2 separate regions of the Anas platyrhynchos genome follow, and region 2 is linked to region 1. Evidence: chromatin contacts called from public Hi-C data. All regions are on one chromosome and are shown on one strand. Each heading gives the region's core, a stretch centred on a gene start, on an enhancer-like site or on the middle of the called end of the contact. The rest is flanking DNA. Distances are from core to core; before and after follow the strand shown. Region 1 holds the start of RBM20 (RNA binding motif protein 20). Region 2 overlaps RBM20 (RNA binding motif protein 20).

Region 1 (5,454 bases), core at 2,057-4,556:
AAATACTGCATTGAGTAATACCACCTCCAAATTATAAACAAAAAACTTTGCTTGTAGAAGCAGACCTACCTGTAGGGAGGAGAAAGATTTTATTGCTTTTTTTTTTTTCTTTCTGTGCAGAGCAGGTATTTGAGGACTTCTCAAAGGTTTCACATATTTGTTTCACTTGCCAATGCTACAGGCATTTCTACTCCTTCCACACCACCATAACGGAAATGGATGAATGCCAACCAACACCATTACAATTGTCCTTTTCCTTCTTCTCAGTCTTCTGCTTTATTTCATACGCAAGCATATGTTTTTATCAGTCATCATCAGAGTGTGCAAATTCAGGTTTTCCCTTCCCCACCAGCTTATCATTCCCAGCCCAACAACATAAGGGCTTTGGAATGCTTTTACTTTGGGAAAATTTGAATTATTTTCCCATCAAACATCCCAACCACCTACTCAGATAAAAAGTTTTAACTGCTCTATAAATCTTATGATTGGACCTTTAGTATCAACTGCAGTGACATTTTCACTCAGAGGGGGAATACATACATACTGTTTAGTTCAATTTAGTTCTTATTTTCTTTGGACAGGATTCAGATAGGAACATCAAGAGATTCAGTTATATTTTAATATTAAAATTACATTAGAAACGTTAGAACCACCAGTTGTTTTGCAGTGCAATAAAACAGTGCACATGCTATCTGCCTTGTGCGAGTTCAGCCAACAGAGCCAAAGACATTTCAGATCTCCCGTTTTGCTAAATTTCAATCCCTATTCAGTGCTCAGTGTTCACAGTGAAATTTCACCAGCTGCCCACATAAGAAGTCATTTTTTAAATGACGTAGGTCTTCACCTAACATCTGTAAAAGCTTCTAAAGTATTCTGGGGGGTGGAGAGGGAAGGAATCCGGGGAGCTTTGTAAGTTTAAATGGTATAATGAAAAATAGAAGCGGTGAAAGATTCAGTTAACCAACACGCAGCATTCTGAGCTGTACCACTCAGAACTACCATTCTGTAACTGTACGCTTGTTTACCACAGCTCACAAAGCAAAAAGACAACAATTGGGCTTTTGTTTTGTATTTAAAAAAAAGAAGAAGAAAAAAAGCCGTTAAGAAAGTCAAAATTCTCAGGAAGATGTTGATATTTTATTTCCTAGTAATGAAACCATTGTGTCTTCATTTTGTGCTGAGACAGAGGGATCATCGCTTCCCTTAGCCTCTTCAAGTATGTTATGGTGCCAGCCATTACACCTACCCCAGCAGACTAGAAATAAATAACAGCAGTTTAAGACGTGCCCTGATGCATCCCTTCCTAATAACCACCAAATGCACTGAATATCCAATTCAGATTATAAAATACAGAGAAAAGCAAAACAGAATTTGCCTGCATTTCCAAGTAAAAGCAGGGCGGAGATATAATTTTTAGGTAAACAGAGGCGCACGCTGAATTATGTCACGCGGTTACAAAACAGCGCGATCAAGTTGCAGGACCTTAGATGGAGACGCTCAACGTGTGCCATTCTGTGCCACATCACCACGACAGAGCGCAGTCAGGACACAGGACCCCTCTCCAATCTTTTCCCTGAAGATAATCTCAATAAGAAACCAGTTTCAAGCTCCCCTACCTAGAATTAGGCAGTAGGCGGGACGGGTGAAAATGGGATGGATGCCTTCGCAGATATCGTGCACCACAGGAGAAAATTAATCGTGAGGCAGTCCTGACAGATTCACCTGACCTGCACCCATGTGAAGTCTTGAGAAACATTAAATAACGAGGGCCGACACTGGAGAGCACAGTTCAAGCTTTCAGGCCGATTTTGCACAAGCACAAGTTACCTTCTGGTTGCACTACAACTCACAGGCGGCTCTTCAGCTACCCAGCTGAATTAGGAAGCCACCATTACTGTTTCAGTTTCAGCGTGAACTTCCAAGTCTGTGTTTCCAAACAGGAGTAAAAACACGGATAACAGGAAGGATTGTTAACAGATTAAGTTTCAAAACTTGCCTGAAAAACATCCCCCCGGAAAACAAAAAATAAAACTAAGCTCCGAGAAGCGTAAAGGCCACCCTGCAAGGAGAATTTACCAGCGGTTTCCTACGTGTTTACAAACGATACCGCAGCTCCCGACTTACAATCAGCTCGCCGCAAAGCTGAAGCTGTGCGCACCGCTATTTATACGGCCGTGTGCTGGGCAAATCCTTGGGGACGGGGCCGAAAGCTCTCCCTCCAAGCCCTCCGTGGCTGCTTTTGCTGCCAGGCCGGCCGAGGAGGCGATCCCGGTCTCCCGGTGCCCCCTCGCAGCCCTCCCGCTCTACTGGGAGCCTTCCCCGAGGATTTAGGGTTAGGGGCAAACGGGGCGCGGGGCTGCCCGGGGCCGGCACAGCTCGGGTCGTGCCGCCACTTGTGCTTGCCAAGGTTCGCCTCCCGGTTCTCCTTTGCCCCAAAAAGCACGGCTCCCCCCTCCCTAAAAAAAAAAAAGTCCTTTTATTTTCCGTCCCCCTCCGGAGGGAGCAGCGGGATGCCGCCGGTGCCGTGCCCTCTGAGAGCGTGGGTTTGGGGACAGCCGGGCAGAGGTGCGGCACGGAGACACCCTCCTGGCCCCCCAGGGACCCTCGGGGGGCGAAGGAAACGCCCCCGAGCGCGCTCCCGATCCCCCCGGGACCCACAGCGGCTTTGGGGACGCCGGGCGCCGCCGTGAGAGCGGGGCCGGCTCCGGGCCCTTAGGGGGGGGACACCCCAGGGCGCTGCCATCCCATTGCCGAGCCGGGCCGGGGGGGCTGAAGCTGGCGGCAGCGGGGCCGGGCCGACCCCCGTCCGGGCGGCTGTCAGTCTGGGAACGGAGCGGGGAGGTGGGGAGGGGGGGGGGGGGGAGGCAAAAAGGAGGGAGGGAGGAAAAGAGGGAGGGAGGGAAGGAGAGCGCCCCGTGCCCGCCCTGCCCTCCCGTCCCCTCCCCGGCTTCTTACTTGTGCAGGAGCTGGGGCAGGCTGGGCGGCGGCGGCATCCCTCTGCCGGGGCCCCGGCCGGGGGCCGAGCTGCGGGCATCGCTGCGGGCATCGCTCCCCGGCCGGGCGGCGCCGCGGGGGGCCGGGGCCTGGCTCATGGCAGCGGCGGGGACCATGCGGCGGGGGGGGCGCCCGGGAGGCAAGGACGGGGGGCCCGGAGGCGGCCGCGCTCCCCCCGCCGGGCTGCAAGAGGAGGAGGAGGAGGAGGAAGAGGAGGAGGAGAGCCGGGAGCCCCCTGCGGCTGTGCCCGCCCTGCGGCGCCGTGCGGGGCCTCGGTGCTGCTGGCGGGGCTGGGGGCGGGCGGCGGCGCCCCCTCCCCTGGCCCGGCTCGGCCCGGCCCCCCCCGCCCCACCTGAGCCCGGCCCCTGCCGCCTCCTCTGTCTGTCTGTCTGTCCGGCTGTGTGTTCCTCCGGCACCTGCCGGGGACCCAAAGGCAGAGCGCCCCGGGGGATTTAACACGCCCCGGTGGGGGTTTTCCTGCACCGCTTCGCTCCCCTTCCCAAACCGGGGGGGGAAAAGTGTGCACGTCGCGAGTAATCCCCCGGGGATAGCACCTCTGACAGCAATGCCATCAGCCGCCTCCCCGACATGGGCTGTGTCAGCCGGCGTGGGGCCGGAGGGGAGGCTGTGCCCCAGCCCCGCAGCCGAAACGGGGCAGAAATTGCGGTGCTGGTATCGGCTGGGGCTGGACGTGTCCCTCCGGGTCTCCTTGTCCTGCTCAGGCTGAGCACCCTGACACCTCCTCTTGCATCGCCTCCGGGTGCCGGGCACCCTGCCCCCGGCAGACACCCACTAGGGGAAAGCAGAAATGTCCGGGATTTGGGGAAAATTTAATCTGAATTGAGGGGAAAGACAGGAGCGGGGAGGTCGGGCCCTCCTCCCCCCTGCACCTGGTGGAGTCACTTAGGAGCACGCTGCCTTGTAAATGGGCACAAAATATTGCCACCAGGGACTGGAAAATTTACAGTTCTTCGCATTCAACACGTACTTTGCCCTTAGTTCACGGATGGGAAGCACTAGCCAGGTGCAAGGCAGCAGAGAACAAGGCCATATTTCACCAGTTTCATTATTTAGGAGTAACACAACACCCAATGAACCTACTAAAGAGAAGCGGCGATCAGCACATGTGTATACACATGGATTTGCTCACACAATGCTCCGACAAATGCGTTCTGAGTAGTTTTGTAATGTCACTTGTTTTCGGGTTCAGCTAGGGCCGAGGGATGGTCAGCACGGTGTAACCAGCAGATCTTCCAGCAAAAGACAGGTACGGTCCTGCAGGCAGGTGAGGCAAGGCGTGGAATTCCCTTCTTGCCAGAGCAGCAGAGAAAGCCCTGAAGAGCCCCAGCGACAGCTCCTTCTGCTGCCTGTAATTATTTGAGGAAGTGAAAGATGGTGACTCATGGCTCGGAGGGCAGCAAGAGCACAGCTATGACACCAATGCACGGCCGTGGATTAGAAGGTGGATAGTCACAAGAACGTGTTACTTCGCACAGACAGTTATATATTACATCACTTGTAAAAATGGATCAAGTGTGTTTTACTAGCACTGCTATTCCTGCATTCAATGCATCCAGTGAAGAGCTTGGCACTCAGAGTGTTGGGTCTGGAAACTTTGCAAAGTTTTGCTCCAGTCACTCTTTAAAGTCACAGTCCTCATTCCTACATCTCTGCTCTTTGTCAAGCTTTTTTACTGTCACACCGTGGTGTTTTGTTTGGCACAAGCTGGTTTGGCAGGAGCACTTTCCCCTTGTCTCCACCTGGTCCCTACTTACCTGAACACAGCTGCACGAGGCTCCCTCGGACATGCAGGGCATTACCTCGTTGTCTTAATTGCAAATAAATGAGTGGGTGTGTTACTGTCTGAGAGCAAGCAGGGACTTACTAAGGCTAACAGGATCTTTCATGCAAGAAATCAGCACGGTTTCTGTCCAAGCCTTGCAGTATTTTGATAGCACTGGCGTAAGAGAGAGGGAGAACAGTCGCTGGACAGTATAAATGAATCATAGAATTGAACAAGTACAAAATGCTGCACAAGTGCTTCATATTTTCCTAATATGCACCACAGTTAATTATGCATGTGGAGAAAACATATCAGTAGGTTTTTACCCTCAGCTAGAGGTCCTTTCCGTACTAGCAAAACTGTCAACAAGTGGTGACTGTGGCAATGGACTGGCTTTCACCTTGCTGCTAATTAATGAAAATAAATATCTGTGATTTGAGATTAAAACTGCTGATTTTGTCAAATATGTTAATAAGCACTTATAAAAAAATAAAAAACATTGCTAGCTATTAATTTGGGCTGAGATAAAGACAATTACTGTGTCCTCGCACACGATTAAAACAAAAGCCACCTTTTACAATGCCTTTTTTGGTTTTTCGGACACAGCACTCTGCACGCTAAAACTGATCTCCTGATCCAACTGCTGCTCTAACTTGCATTGCTATAAATCAGAAGCA
Region 2 (5,454 bases), core at 952-3,451, 48 kb before region 1:
ATAAAAGTCAAACTGCTACTGCAGTTCTGTTTCTCATGAGCAGCAGTTGAATTGCTTGCAAGGAGCAATTTGCCTGCAATCCTACAATTGCCTCTGCATTGCTCCAGGGTGCTGAATGTTTCAGGACAGTGATTTGTGCCATGACTAGCAAACAGTGCTGCCCTTGTGCCCCCTGTAATGCGTGGGACTTGCACTGCAGTGAGGGAAATGCTTACGAACAATACATCTCTTCAACTGAACAATGTCATAGACTCATTTTTGTTGTTGTTGTTGTTTTTCCTTAAAATTTTGAAGTATTCTGCACACACATCTGACCTTTTCTACTTTTCAAAAGGCCCAACAGGAACTTCTACCATCAATTAACTGCAGAAACAGAAGAGAAAGGAAAAGGTATCTCTTAACAGCAAAATGGTAGCTGCCATGCAGATGGGCTGGATGCAGTATAATAGCTGGCATAATTTGCTTGAACCCAGAAAAAAAAAAAAAAAGTTTAGGAAAGAATTATTAGAGACAGAGAAAAGCCATACATTTTGACAACCCACCTGATGTCAGCAAGGGCAACTGCAGAAGGTCCCATAACAAGAAGTCTATCTTTGGAGCGGTGAAAGAGCTGAGCCCACTTAAAGTTGATATCAAGAGTATGCGTACTGATAAAGTGAAATGTTCTACCCAGAATAAAAGTTTTAAATACTGCTTGTTATTTTAAGAGATTTTCTTTTCCTTATTATTTTTCACAAAAATGAGCAACTGAAATTAGGACAAGTATTCTACGAAGCTGCAGAGGTAGAGCAGAAATGGGAAAAAAAAAAAAAAAAAAAAAAAAAGCACCCACAATGAAATATACACATTTACATAGGTGCCTTTACATAAATATAAAACACAGATACAACATGCAGAGTAAGAGACACATATGCAAACTACATTAAGATGACTGTACTCTCAAAATGATGCTTATGTGTAGAACATGTGGTGTAGTTGTGGACAACATAGCACTGGTAACCTACAACAGCTTCACCCATTTTGAGGGGCAAGACTTTGTAAAACTGTGATGTTCTCAGGTGCATTTGCACCTTCACTGCCTACAACTGCTCAATTTATGACTTAAGCCACCCATTGCCACCCTGTTAGAAACCTATACGTTCTTCTCTTCCTTTAGATGCTCATAGCATTGTCACAAGGAAGAAGAGCTTGCTTGAAGCCTACAAGTTATGTCCTTATTTAGAAGGGGGTGAGTGCCAAAGATTTTAAAGTTTTCAAGAAGCTGAACAAGAGCATCCAGGTTGGACCTGTGAAAGGTCTCGGAGGTCTGAATTCCACCTTACCTGTTTGGCTGACCAATAGCAAACACTTCACCTCTCATTCCCTGGGCCAAGCCCACCGGTTTCACGCTGCTTCACATCTACGTCCTTGCCAAAAGCTCAAACTCCTCCATACCACTGCGACAATTTCAGCCCAAGGCTCCTGCTCAGCCCAGCATAACTTGCTTTAGTTGAAGTAAAGAGAAACCTTGCTGACTGCGATCTGATATTTAATAGCTTATGAACATATAGTCCCCTTCACAAAAATTGAAATTAAAACCCAATTAGACTCACATATTTAAGATTTCATTGCTGAATTTTTATAACCCTCCCCCTTCACAAGATATTCCAATATCTTCCAAGCTGCACTACCAACCATGATCAGAGCTAAAAACTTGCCAAATAAAAAAAACTGTGATACGCTTTAATAGAAGACCCTGTGGCTATTTGCTTACCCACTAATTCTCCCAGGGCAATGAAACGTGTTTTAATGTTCAGTGGGCTAATCATGGGTTTAAGTCAGTGGTATAAATCAAATAACCACTTCTGTTGCTTCCAGTATAAGCAGCACTGAAATTCTGTGGTGAATTCAGGCCTTGTCCCAAGTCAGTGCAGTCCTGTAGTATGGTATTATATTTACACACTTACTCCTGAGCAGCATTTGCTCCACTCTTATTGTAGGATAAAGTGTTCAGGAAAAGAAAGCAAGAATCCTAGCGGTGACATGTATGCACGCTCAGTATAGAGGAGCTAATCTTCCAGCATGAGCAAAATGAGCTAGATAAGCATCTCTTCACACTCCATTAAGTTATAAGCCTCCTCAATATCAAAGTCAACATATGACAGCTGAGTTGTATACAGTATTTATGTGATGTCCACTTGTTCAATACAAATGTCCTTACAGAACCTAAAGATCTTCACCCAGAGAGGAAATTATAGACAAGTCTCCGATACTGAGGCAGCGAACACACATGATCCAGACAAGCTCACAGACTTGTGACCTTTCTAATTACACCCCATCAGGAGCAGCTTGCTGGTCTGTGGATGATTCTATTTTTGGCAACAACAAATCACTGCAAGTTAGCTTCTGTCTGAGAGTCTGGAAGCCGACATACCTGAACTGTCAAATATCTCAGCATTCCTCACCCAATGCTTGCTTTGCTTTAGCAAGACAGTCAAATCCGTGCCATCCCCAACCTGTCTAGGATTTAATTCTGACACAGGTATTGGCAACACAACAGGACCTATGGCGTGGCATGAAGAGGCATTCTGCAGCTCTGGCTGCTGGTCATTGGGCTGTTCCAATGACTTTAAAAGGAAGAGAAATGGGATTTCATAGAAAATCTTTGCTCATGAGCTGGAAATCAAAATAGGGGATGGAGGAAAGCAGTTGAGGGTTCTGAGAGATTTACACCGCTTTTTGCTGCTTCTCCCATTCTCACTTTTTCACTGCCTTCCCAATGGATAACGCAATTTAAGTTTCCTGTCTCACCCTGGAAAATACTTATTCAAGCTTTTCATTCCCCTAGCAAGCTTTGGTTCAGCCCTGACCCTCTACCTCATCTACCTCATTTGCCTTTTCTACTCCTCTCCTCCTCTGGTACTACACAAAAAGACAAAACAAACAAACAAAAAAAAAAACCACCATGGTTTTGTGAAGTTTAAGGCTGGGAAGAGCCACTAGGTCGCCCTGTGTGCCACAGCTAGGCAAGAGGCAAAGAATTACTTGGGTTGTCTCCTTTTGGTTTGTCGCAGTGGCTAATTACCTTTACTATTAATGTGGAATTGCGTTCCAACTTAAATATCCACTTCCGAACTTCCTATTACAGATTTGGCATTATAATGTTTCATGCTAACAGGGATCCAACTTGCTACACGAACAGAACTTGCAGTGCTATTGTTACTTAAAATGATAGCATTCTTTAGGGCACTAGTGAACAGCAACTTTAAACTTTGTGAAAATGCTGAATAAGACTGTTTCCAAATCTCTGGTATCCCGCCAAAAAAGATCCCTATTGAAGGAAATTCCCTACAGCTTTCAGACTTTTTTTAACCCAGCAATTTAAATATCACTCTAACGATACATGCTATTTTTTTTTCCTAAAAATCAAAAGACCAGGAGTTATGAAGCAAAATACCTTGCAAAAATTAAAGCTTATGATCTATCTACTGACCTTTATCAAACAAAACTAAAATCTCAAAGAAAAAAACATTCAGCAAAATTCTTTTTAACGGAAGATTATGCTGACTTAAATAACTATATTTCTACCTTTGGAGCTTGTTTGTTTGTTTTAGTCTTTATCAATGACGTTCATCTAAAAAATTCTTGTTATTTTGTCCCATGTTGGCATCAAACTAACTGCACTACAATTACACGGACTATCCCAGTCACCATTTTTCAGTGGTTAGCACTTTTTCAATGGCTTGGATTTATTCCCACTTTCCATGATTTTTGAAACTACTAGGAGGACAAGAATCTTACCGTACTTTTGGATCCAACTCTCAGGAATGATGAATTGAATAAATGAAGTATTTATTACAAAGGGAAGTATTTAATAACTAGTAGTTGTTTTTTCATCAATTCTAGCCACTTTAGTCTTTACCTGATACTGGGTCTCCCTCTTCACTAGCATCATTCTGCTCCATTTAAAATCTACCATCAATCTTGGTTTTAATTCTTTTATATTTACCTTCCCCTGTCGATTTTTCAGTTATTGAGGGGGGTGAATGCAGTGATACTTTGCAAGTGCTTCTAAACAAAATCCCAATTTCATTTACATATTTCTACTTTTTTCTTCTCAATCAACTTTGATCTAAAATTTTCCCCAGAGTGATGAAGTTTCACCCTTCTGAAACATCAGATCAGCAAGTTACCCATATAAACCAGCATATGGCTCTTCGAAGCGAAGTAGGTCATGCTCACCAGTCCCTAGGCAACCACCAAATCTCATTCCCTTGATCAATTCATCTGTATCCCAGCTCATGATGTCTGAAATAGATTTGACTGGTATTGTGTGCGGTGTTTTTTGTATTAAAAGAGTATCCATTTTTAGCAATGCTAAGTGTGCTCCTATTGGCTGCATCAGATCTCTGGTATATTGAATGGCCCATTTTTAAATATTCCATATCCGTTTTTATTTTCCTCCCACATGCTGCCACACAATGGGCTAGTTCCCACCAGTCTCTGGTTTTATTCAGTGATCTGCAATGGATTATTTTCCAGAACTTGGTTATCAGATTAATCCTCATGCAGTCAAAACTCAGTGGCTATGAGTTACTCATTCATTCCTTAATGCTATAACACACAGCATCGTTTATTTATTTTTTATGCTCACCCTTTCTAAAACCATGGATGGCCATGGGAGCGGAGAGGGAAGTTACAGAACACACCCTGTAGCAAACTCCTTACACCACACACACAAACGAGCAGTGTGTTTGGAAGTCTGAGGAATGAATGGGCACTGTACTGAAAGGCGAGGACTAGCAGGCACGAGGACAGAGCCCTAGGTTAGGCAGATGTAAATTGGCCACCTTCAGGGCTGGGCAAGCTTCCTTTTGGAGCTGCATCTACTGCTCAAAACTGTTGCTCAATCCAGATAACCAAACACAGCAGCGGTTCACCGTTGAAGTATCCCATGAGTTTTATGACCCCAGTGGCACAAATTATTTCCCCGAGGTTTCGGGAACACACAGCATTCCTTAAAATTGCCAAGAGTATCAGTTCTCTCTTGCTCATCTTCCAAAGGCCTATCAGTGCTATGTGAGCAATTTCTCTTCCAAGTATTTTGTAATAAGGGATCAATTCATTCACAGCAAGCTGAGCTCAGCTCATACATTCAACTTAGCTATACGCATCTTATACATTAAATGCAAATTCAGTGCCTTCCTCCTATTTACTTCTTGTAGAGTCCAAACAGACTTTGTCTTCAAGTTTGTGAGGTACAGGCTGCTACACGGAGGGAGCTCTTCATCTCCCTGGATCATGGCCCAGAGTTGTAGCTGGAAAAATCCCTGCAGTCTAAGGCAACCTTAAGGATCTTTCCCCTACATGCCTTCCTGCAGGGCATGGCTTTCTTGTGTGCATCTGCAAAGCCTGAGCCATGACCATATTTACACCCTCCCAGGGACTTGTTTCTGCTGTACTATCACAGAACGA

The links. Hi-C and Micro-C count contacts between places; a contact is called where the count stands out from the background.
Region 2: a contact with region 1 is called in a Hi-C map of small yellow follicle, with 3 times the contacts expected there. The contact joins the enhancer-like site here to the promoter of RBM20 in region 1. A contact is called at or near these places in 2 of 8 Hi-C or Micro-C datasets (skeletal muscle and small yellow follicle).

The regions. Positions count from the first base shown.
Region 1 is chr6:31,050,172-31,055,625 of IASCAAS_PekinDuck_T2T, reverse strand. RBM20 (RNA binding motif protein 20) reads right to left here and starts at 3,306. Exons shown (of 14, transcript XM_038181342.2): 1 at 2,956-3,306. The coding sequence starts at 3,110.
Region 2 is chr6:31,097,163-31,102,616 of IASCAAS_PekinDuck_T2T, reverse strand. All of the region lies in intron 1 of RBM20 (RNA binding motif protein 20), which reads right to left. Among named protein-coding and RNA genes, the nearest start is that of RBM20, 48 kb to the right of the region's middle. Within about 2 kb of position 2,201, at least 1 of the 8 cell types and tissues checked has an H3K27ac peak or open chromatin away from gene starts, as enhancers often do.